Regions from separate parts of the Macaca mulatta genome. Here region 2 is linked to region 1. The links are chromatin contacts, called in public Hi-C maps. All regions are on one chromosome and are shown on one strand. Each heading gives the region's core, a stretch centred on a gene start, on an enhancer-like site or on the middle of the called end of the contact. The rest is flanking DNA. Distances are from core to core; before and after follow the strand shown.

Evidence for each region. Hi-C and Micro-C count contacts between places; a contact is called where the count stands out from the background.
Region 2: a Hi-C map of liver shows a contact between it and region 1, with 1.9 times the contacts expected there. The contact joins the promoter of FBXL8 here to the promoter of PHAF1 in region 1. A contact is called at or near these places in 3 of 14 Hi-C or Micro-C datasets (CD4 T cells, cortical neurons and liver).

What each region holds. Positions count from the first base shown.
Region 1 is chr20:62,651,140-62,656,064 of T2T-MMU8v2.0, forward strand. It overlaps PHAF1 (phagosome assembly factor 1), which reads left to right and starts at 1,882. Exons shown (of 17, transcript XM_077984223.1): 1 at 1,882-1,954; 2 at 2,069-2,189.
Region 2 is chr20:62,700,982-62,705,906 of T2T-MMU8v2.0, forward strand. FBXL8 (F-box and leucine rich repeat protein 8) reads left to right here and starts at 2,096. Exons shown (of 3, transcript XM_077984224.1): 1 at 2,096-2,209; 2 at 3,931-4,133; 3 at 4,825-4,925. TRADD (TNFRSF1A associated via death domain) reads right to left here. Exons shown (of 5, transcript XM_028841127.2): 1 at 4,664-4,925.

The sequences.
Region 1 (4,925 bases), core at 632-3,131:
GTGTTAGACAGGATAGTCTTGATCTCCTGACCTCGTGATCCGCCCGCCTTGGCCTCCCAAAGTGCTGGGATTACAAGTGTGAGCCACTGTGCCCGGCCTCAACTAGGCTTTTTCTAAACATATCTTTAATGCTTGTCATGGTAAGGAATAATGACCCCCTGATTCCTGTCCTCTGCCACTCTATTAGGTATGATTGACAATGTTTTATTTTTCCAGAAATGTTCTTCCTTTTTGGTACAGCAAATGTTTATTTTTGTTTTTACAGAAAAAAAGCGGCGGGGGGGGTCATAGTATGCATACTTCCGCATCTGACTTTTTTCTCTTGGAATTCCTTCCACATCAACATAGAGACCTACTTCACTTTTTATTATTTATTTATTTATTTAGAGACAGGATCTCGCTCTGTCATCCAGGCTGAAGCCCCAGGGCTCAATAATCACAGCTCACTGCAGCTATCCTCAAGCTATGCTCCCACCTCTCAGCCTCCTGAGTAGCTAGGACTACAGGCCCAACCTACTGCCACCACACCAGCTAATTTTTTTTTTTTTTTAATACAGACTGGGTCTTGCTATGTTACCCAGGTGGTCTCAACTCCTGGGCTCAACCGATCCTCCCACCTCATTCTCCCAAAGTGCTGGGATTACAGCTGTGAGCACTGTTCTCAGCATTCACCTTTAAAAACATGTCTAATTATATATCTCAGGGTTTATTTATCCACTTTCCTACTGGACATCTCAGTGACCCAGTTCTGTTGTTTTGGCATACAGTGCTGCAGTGGACAACCTTCTCTATGTAGTTTATCAAACAGCGATTTCAAATTTTGATAGAGCCTCCCAAGATAAACTAGTATCAAGCCAGTTTGAGAATTTAGTATGCCACTCTCCCCTGCTGAAAACCTTCCGGGGCAATGTAATGGAAAGGACTTGGGTTCTGCCGCCTAGAACCAAGGAGCCTTGGGTCTTTAACCCTCTCTGGGCCTCATGTATTCGCCTGCATAAAGTCGGTATAATCTCGCGTCTCAGGTTGGTTGTGAGAACCCAGAAACTGCCTCCGTGAAGGCTTGGCATCAGCAGAGGCCTCGGTTGTCCTTTAGTTTCAGGGTGTCCTGGGGCACGGGCCAAAACCTCAGGCTGAACGTGCTAGAGGAACCTTCCTTTCCCTTGCAGATTAGGAAAACTGTGGCACAGAAAGTGCCATAGGGGTTGGTCAAGACCCCACAGCTTTGGTCCACGCTGCTGCGGGCGGCTTCGGATCCTGGTCCCGGGGGACTGCGCACATTTGGATGTGGTCAGCAGGGAGGCCTGGCCCGGCCCCTTCCCCTTCTACCGAGTCCTCTCCCCTAACCAATTCCAACCCTTAACGCCCACAGTCCTCACTCGGTTCGACTCCTGCCCCAGGGGCGACCGGGTGGGGACGTCATTCCTGAACAACTAAAAGCTGCTGCGGCCAGCGTCACCTCCAGCCCCAGCGGAGACGGTGGGGGCCGTAAGGCTTAGGGACTCCGCGTCCTCCCTCCAGCTGGGCCTCAGCGTGCCCTCTGTACTTGCCTTCTGCGACCAGTCAATGTGAGTCGGATGTGTGTGTGGACTGCAGACGGGTGTTGTGCAGCTGTGTGACGTGTGTGTTGTGTGGTGAACCGTTCTTTGTGTAGATATGTGACGTGTGTGTGCTGTGGTGCACGGATATAGGGGCTCACGAAGTACCGGACTCCTCGCTCCTAGAGCCCCGATGGTTGCCGACGTTACAGCCCTGCCCGGCTCAGCCTCAGCAACCGCGGTGGAACCCGGAGTTTGCGCGTGCGCGGCTCCGCCTCAGGCTCCTCCCCCGCGCTGGCACTCCCGCCTCCGCCGGCCCTCCCCGCGCTTTACGGCCCGGCACGCCACTTTTACTGCAGTCGCTCCCGCCGCCGCCGTAGCCCCCACCGTAGCTTGTGCTGCAGGTGAAGTGAAGTGAGGTGAGGTGTGGTGTTGGGCCGGTGCCGCCGCCCCTGCCGCGGGGGAGGAGGTGGAAAGTGGGGCTGCGGCGGGCCAGCGGGGGCGGCCTGTCAGCCGCTGCTTTGTCTCCTCAGCTTGGGTCCAGTCTGCGCTGCTGCACGGAGGCCGCCCGGGCCAGGCGAGCCGAACCAATGCTGGACTTGGAGGTGGTGCCCGAACGCTCTCTGGGGAACGAGCAATGGGAATTCACGCTGGGTGAGTTTGGGGTCCTCTGTCAGGACCCCATTCGCTGATCCTTGTTTTCTTCTGGGCTCTTCCCACCTCTGTTCTCAGTCTCTCACGCCCCTGCGCCCGCAGCTCCTCACCTCTTTCGTCCTCTCAGCTGTCCGAGCTCCAGGCACTAGACACCAGCTCCAAGTGGCCCGATTTGCCTGTCAGTTGCTCATCTCGGGTCTCAGCAGGGTCTCTTCTGGGACGGTGGGACAGTAGTAGTAAAGACAATAATAGCTGGCTCTCCCCAAATGCCTAATGCCCGGCCCTGCTCTTTTTGAACGTAATTCTCTCTAGTACCCTTCGCCGGCGCCTAAGGATAGGTACTATTGTTATTCCCATTTCCATTTTACAGACTAAATAATGGCTGAGAAGTGGCTGATCCCTCTGATCACCACTGTGGCCTGTGGTCTGTCTCTCACTGCTTTTCTGGGCTGTGGCTTCCTTCCCCTTTTTTGGATGGGAAACCTAGGTTTGGAACCCATGTTGGGGCTCTGGTCAAGGGAGTTGAGTTTGTGTGTGTTAAAGGAACAGCTGACTTGCTTCCCTCTCTTTTTTTTTTTTTTTTTTTTTTTTTGAGACGAAATCTGACTCTGTCGCCCAGGCTGGAGTGCAGTGGCGCGATGTTGCCTCACTGCAACTTAACGCCTCGTGGGTTCAAGCGATTCTCCTGCCTCAGCCTCCCCAGTAGCTAGGATTACAGGCACGCGCCGCCACACCCGGCTAATTTTTGTATTTTTAGTAGAGACGAGGTTTCACCATGTTGACCAGGCTGGCTGGTTTCGAATTCCTGACCTCGTGATCCGGCCACCTCGGCCTCCCAAAATGCTGGGATTACAGGCGTGTACCACTGCACCCGGCCCCGCTTCCCTCTCTTTTGAAATGTAGTCTGTATCGGATGCTGTAAGCCTAAACCCAGACCTCAGTTGTGACAGGTGAAGGTTGGATGAAATAGGAGTTAGGGGGACGTAACATTTAGTTTCTAAAAGATGCAGTTTGGTCGTTTGGGGTTTGCTGGCCCAGCTTTCTCCCTTCACCCTCTCCATTCCCAACATCACTGCTTTTATGTGTACAAGGATGTTTGTATTCAGTAACCCCTGTGTGTTTACTTTGATGTTCCAGCACTAAGAAAAGGGGGTGGGGGTAGGTGTTGGTGCTGTTTGTTTATGCAGGCCTGAACTTTAATCACTCTAATGTGAGCTACTGGACTAAATCAGCTGCTTCATTGGATTATATATTATCCTTGACTCTGGAAGACTCAATTCTGTGGAGACAGTGTATTGGAGAAACCAGGTGGTACAGATTGCTGGTAGGGCCCTGCTGATACTTAGTGGCTACATACATCCTGTGTGTTGTAAGAGCCAGTTTTTGTTGTTGGTGTTCTGTTTTAAGACAGTCTCACTCTGTTGCCCAGGTTGGAGTGCAGTGGCACAATATCAGCTCAATGCAACCTCTGCCTCCCAGGTTCAAGCAATTCTCCTGCCTCAGCCTCCTGACTAGTAGCTGGGATTACAGGTATCTGCCACCATGCCTGGCTAATTTTTGTATTTTTAGTGGAGACCAGGTTTCACCATGTTGGCTAGGCTGGTCTTGAACTCCTGACCTCAAGTGATCTGCCTTGGCCTCCCAAAGTGCTAGGATTACAGGTGTCAGCCACCGTGCCCAACCATAAAAGCCGGTTTAATTTAGGGGTCTTGGTCAAATTCTTTCATAACTTACACCACTCCTGCAGAGTTCTTTCCAAAATATTAGCTGGTACGAAATGCTTCATTCTTTTGTGAAGCACTAACAGCTTAGTTGGGAGGCTAGTGATACCATGCTAATGCTGTTTGGCTTTTTGTTAACTCCTTTCCTTCCCTCTCCTTGACAGCTTCTACCCAAGCAAGATCCTCCCAGGGCTGGGTAAAAACCACAGCCATAGCTTCAAACTGTGCTTGATAGTGTGACTAGGTTGTGGATCTCTTGGTGGTACAAGCATTCAGAGTCCCTTGGTCAAAAGTAGTGGCTAGGGACTGGGTGCAGTAACTCATGGCTGTAATCCCAACACTTTGGGAAGCTGAGACAGGAGGATGGCTTGAAGCCAGGAGTTCAAGACCAGCCTAGGCAACATGGTGAGACCTCGTTTCTACAAAAAAAAAATTAGGTTAGTCAGGCCTGTAGTCTCAACTACTCGGGAGGCTGAGATGGAAGGATCACTTGAGGCTGGGAGGTCAAGGCTGCCATGGGTCATGATCATACCACTGGGCATGATCCTGGGTGACAGAGGGAGACCCTGTCTCAAAGAGACCAAAAAAAAAAAAAAAAAAAAGTTAACTAGGATATTAATTGAGATCAGGATTTCCAGAAAACTGAGTGAGAGAGCAAGGCTTCTCTCGGAGCTGTTGTTTTGAGACCCTAACCCTGACACCTAGCTCTGGTAGTTTCCCAGGAATCAAGGATTTACATAGTTCTTTCAAACTGTCTAAATAGCAACCAAAAACAGTGAGAAGGGCATTTCTGTATATTAGGTCCAGAATTGAATTTTAGGGGAAAGCTCATAGACTGACCCAGAGCCTTCATGATTCCCGTGGGTCTTAAAATTCATTTTTACATGGTGTCTGCTTGAGAGATGGTGGTCATTTAACTTTATCAGTCATTTTCCACCCCTTTCAATCAGGAAAGTCATTTTCCACCTCTTTCAATCTCCTCCCTACCCCTGAACACATCCAAACTACATTTGGG
Region 2 (4,925 bases), core at 846-3,345, 50 kb after region 1:
TGGTCTCCCAGTTACTACCCCATGAGACAGCAAGTAAGAAACTGCCCTCCCTCTTTCTCCCCACCTTACCCTTTTCCTAGAATCATGGGATCAAGGCCCTACCTCCTGCCCCATCAGTCACACTCCTGCACTCTCCAGTCATCAGGGTTTATATATGGTGGGCTAGGAGGAGTGTTGAGTGTTAGCTATGGGGCAGGACAGATGGGGTGGCCCCAGCTGCCATCTGTTTACATGAGGAACAGGAAGCTATCCTGTCCTGGCCTCGCAACGTGCTGGAATTACAGGAGTAAGCCACTACTCTCGACCTTTGTTTTCTAAATTTTCTTGTTTTTGAGACAGGGTCTTGCTCTGTCACCCAGGCTGGAGTGCAGTGGCACTATCACGGCTCACTGCAGCCTTGACCTTCCCGGCTCAAGCAATCCTCTCACCTCAGCCTTTCAAGTAGCTAGGACTTTAGGCATGCGCCACCAAGCCTGGCTAGTTTTTGTATTTTTAGTAGAGATGGAGTTTCACCATGTTGCCCAGGCTGGTCTCAAACTCCTGGGCTCAAGCGATCTGCCCACCTCAGCCTCCCAAAGTGCTGGGATCACAGGTGTGAGGCACCACACCTGGCCTCCTAATCTTTTCATAGAAAACATTAATACTGTGTACTTACACCAAACCACAGTCTGGATAGTAACAGGAAATTTGCATTTTGTTTATCTCTGGGCAGGATGGAGGGAGGGAGGTGGGGGTGGGGAAGGATTGTGGGTGATTTTTATTTTCTTTGTATTTAGCAATATTTTCTGCTTTATGTGAAGTAGAGACATTTTCTTTGTATTAAAAGAGCAAAATAAATTTGTTTTCTTTAAAAGCAAAACAAGAAAAAGTGGGAAACTCTGCAGGTGACAAGTGGGTCCATGATAGGGAGCCAGCCACGGAGGTGAGATAAGGGGGAGTCCTAGGAAAGTGGCCTGGGGAGTAGGAGAGAGTGAGAACCTCCCCTGGAAACGTTCCCTCTTTCACGTCTTCCTAGCCCCTTGACTTGGGAGTGCTGACCCGATGGTTGTGGCCCCACCCCAAGGGGTGGAAGTGGGGACCAAACGGGACCAATGTCTGCCCATCAGGTCTGCAGGGGAGGGTGGGGAGGCAGGGAGTACTGGGAACCTGGAGACTGGGGATGCTTCCTCACACTCACTAGTACCAGACCCATGGGGGAGGTAAGCCAGGCTGGAGGTCGAGTTAACAGGGTAAAGAGGCCAGGGCCCTAGTTTCGCATCCGCCGATTGGCAGCTCTTCTAACGTGTTCTTTCACAGAAGCCCCTCCTTGGGAAGCCCCGCGCCCCACCCACCCGTAGTCGTCCCTTTTTGGGAGGGGCTGAGGCTTCCAGGCTGGGTCCTGAGAACGTTTGGTGGCCGGAGACTGTGGGGCACTTGGGTACCGACCTAACAACGTCTGCCGCCATTTCCAGGGGCGAGCCACGCACGGTGCCCCTTGAACACTTAACAGTCCCGGGGGCAGCCCCACCTCTGGCTGGGTGGACAGGGACAGCCTGTGGGCGTGGCCCAGAAATGAAAGCCTGCGACTCCTTGCGACCCGCCGGGCACACCCCCTACTCAGCTACGCAGCTCCCGAGCGCTGGAGGGGAGCTTCCCAGGCTCCCACTAGCCCACCCTCAAGCTGGGGTTTCGCACGTGCGATCGGCTGGGGTGGACAGGGGGGTCTCCGCTCAAGGAGGTGTTCAGAACCACCCCTCCTCCCCCACCCTCTCTCCTGCGGGGCCCTACTGCTCCTCGAAAGCGCTGGCAGGGACGAAGAGCCTGCGGGGGCCAAATTCAGTACCGCCCCCCGCCTCCCACGGGAACAGCCCAATAGGCCGCCGCCACCAGCTGGCTGGAGCAGCCGCTGGTGACATCTGCGCCGCGCCCACGCTTCGGAGCCAAGATCCACCTCCGCTCCCGCCCGCACTGGGGAGCCCACCCACACACCCACCCACCAACTGCACTAACCTGGCCGCCTCGGCTGGGCCTGGGTTCCCACGCCCGCCAGGCTCCGCTCTACTCGCGCCGCTTCCGGGTGTGCGCGGAGGCGCTGGGGCGGTGCCCTAGCCCGAGCCTCCTAGTCCGCCCGCGCGTCCTGCTCCGCGGGCTCCCGGTGGCTGCTTCCCGCCCGCTGCCCTCTGCTGCCAGTCCCCTGTCCCGGGCAAAGCCCATCTGGTTCGCTGAGCAGGTAAGACACCAGCGCCCAAGGTTAGACGGCAGGAAGACCGGGACTTTGGGGGTTTGCGATTTTTACGAGGCCGGGGGCTCGTAAGAGCGAGAGCTGCCAGATTTCGGTAGATCAAGGGAGCGCCCCCTGGAGACCAGAATTTTCTGGTGCCCCTGGGGATCCGGCTTCAAGATCGCTGCTGCCAGTGGGCACTCAAAACGGGGTGCCCATGTGTCCCAGGTACAAGCCCAGCCGAGCGTATCTGAAGCCCCAGGAAACACGTGGCACAAATTCCGGGAGAAACTGTTAGCCCGGAAGATATGGGAACATTAACTGGCGAGTAGTGTGAAGCCTTGTGTACGCAAACCTTCAGGAACCTTAAAACAAGATTGGCGGCCCGGCGCAGTGGCTCACGCCTGTAATCCCAGCACTTTGAGAGGCCGAGGCAGGTGGATCACCTGAGATCAGGAGTTCAGGACCAGCCTGGCCAATATGGTGAAACCCCATCTCTACTAAAAATACAAAAATTAGCCGGACGTGGTGGCGCGCGCCTGTAGTCCCAGCTACTCGCGAGGCCGCGGCAGGAGAATCTCTTGAACCCGCGAGGTGGAGGTTGCAGTGAGCCGAGATCTCGCCACTGCACTCCAGCCTGGGCGACACAGCTAGATTCCGTCTCAGAACAAAACAAAACAAAAAGAAAAAACAAACAAGATTGGCAACTTCAAAGAGGACGCACACTTTTCCAATAACCCATCCCCCTCTAAAGGCTGCTCTCCAGGGTGGGTCTGCGGAGTTCCAGCCAAACCCAAAGTGCCCAGCGGGAGCCAGGACTGCTCAGGGGTCGGCACTTGAAACTTGAGCCCCTCAGGCACCAGAACCGTCAGGTCCCAGAGCCCCAAGTTCTTTTTCATCTTGTGGGGCTGTCTTAGGAAGCACCCGGGACATCTCCCCCGCGAGGCGGAGGCGGGGAAGGAGGCGGGGAAAGAGCCTCCCCTCCCGGGGCGGATCCAGCTTTGCCCCGCCCACACCTCGCTTCCTGATTGGCTCATGGTCCCTGACAAGGAAAAGTCTACATTAATGCTCCCGCCTTATTAACCCTGTAGTCACTTTCTACTAACCGGCCGGGTTAAGAAGGGGTTTCTCAGGCCGGGCGCCGTGGCTCATCCCCGTAATCCCATCACTTTGGGAGGCCGAGGCGGGCCGATCGCTCGAGCCCAGGAGTTCGAGGTCAGTCTGGGCAACAAAGCGAGACCTCGTATCTGAAACAAAATTACAAAAATTAGCCAGGCGTGGTGGCGTGCCCCTGTAGTCCCAGCCACTCGGGAGGCTGAGGTGGGAGAATTGCTTGAGCCCGGGATACAGAGGGTGCAGTGAGTTGTGATTGCGCCACCACTGCACTCCAGCCTGGGTAAAGTGGGAGACCCTGTCTCAAAAAAATAAATAAATAAATAAATAAATAAATAAAGGTTGGGGGGTGAGTTCTCAACGTGGAACCTGTGGAGTCACCAGGGACTTGTTGAAATGCAGATTCCTGGGCCTTACCCTTTCCGGAGAGCCTGATTTAGTAGGTGAGGCTGTGAAATCTGCTTTGTGAACAAGTGTTCACAAAGCAGTTATCTGATGCCCCACGCTGTCTGAGAGGCCCTCAAGTTACTCAGGCCACAAGCATTTGTACACCTAAGATGGGTCTTCCGGCAACACTTTGCGCCTTCCTAAGCCCAGAGACGTCCCTTTCTCTCCAGGCCGGAGCTATTGGGAGTGGCGGATCCTCCCACCCCAGCCGGATCCAGGCCATGGCCGAGACTGGAGAGGGACTGCCAGAGGAGGTGTTGGCGCTCATCTTCCGCCACCTGCCCCTGAGAGACCGTGCTGCCGCCGCCAGGGTCTGCAGGGCCTGGGCCGCCGCTGCTACCTGCAGCACTGTGTGGCACGACACAAAAATCAGGTGAGCCTGCTCCTCGACACTCCCCTCCCCATGGCCCACTCACCTTCTCTGTGGAGTCGTGGGCTAGAGATTCAGGTTGACTCCCCCATATTAAAAAATAATTGCTGGCAGGGTGCGGTGGCTTATGCCTGTAATCCCAGCACTTTGGGAGGCCGAGGCGGGTGGATCACCTGAGGTCAGGAGTTTGAGACCACCCTGGCCAACATGCTGAAATCCCCTCTCTACTAAAATACAAAAACTAGCCGGGTGTGGTGGCGGGCGCCTGTAATCCCAGCTACTTCGGAGGCTGAGGCACGAGAATCGCTTGAACCCGGGAGGCGGAGGTTGCAGTGAGCCAAGATCCCGCCACTGCACTCCAGCTTGGCAACAGAGTGAGACTTTATCTCAAAATAATAATAATAGTAATAATAATAATTGCTGACATGTATTGACTACCTAATATATACCAACCATTGTTTTTAAGTGCCTTACATATATTAACTGATTTAATCTTTACGAAAACCTGTGTGGTAAATAGGTATTATCATTACCTCCATTGCCCAGATAGGAAGCTGAGGCAGACAGACTTAATCACTTCCCACAGGTCACTCAGCTAGGGAATGGCAGGGGCAGAATTCGAACCACGCCAAGACTTCTTAGAGACAGCTGAGAAAGCCCAGTTCCTAAAATATCATTGGCTCTCCATGTCCAGGTTTCATCCTGTGGCAGACGCCACTGAAATCTTCTAAAAGGATAGGATGAGAGTTCCCTCCTTTGGGGCAACAGTCGCGGTCTGGACAGAGACGTGGGGAG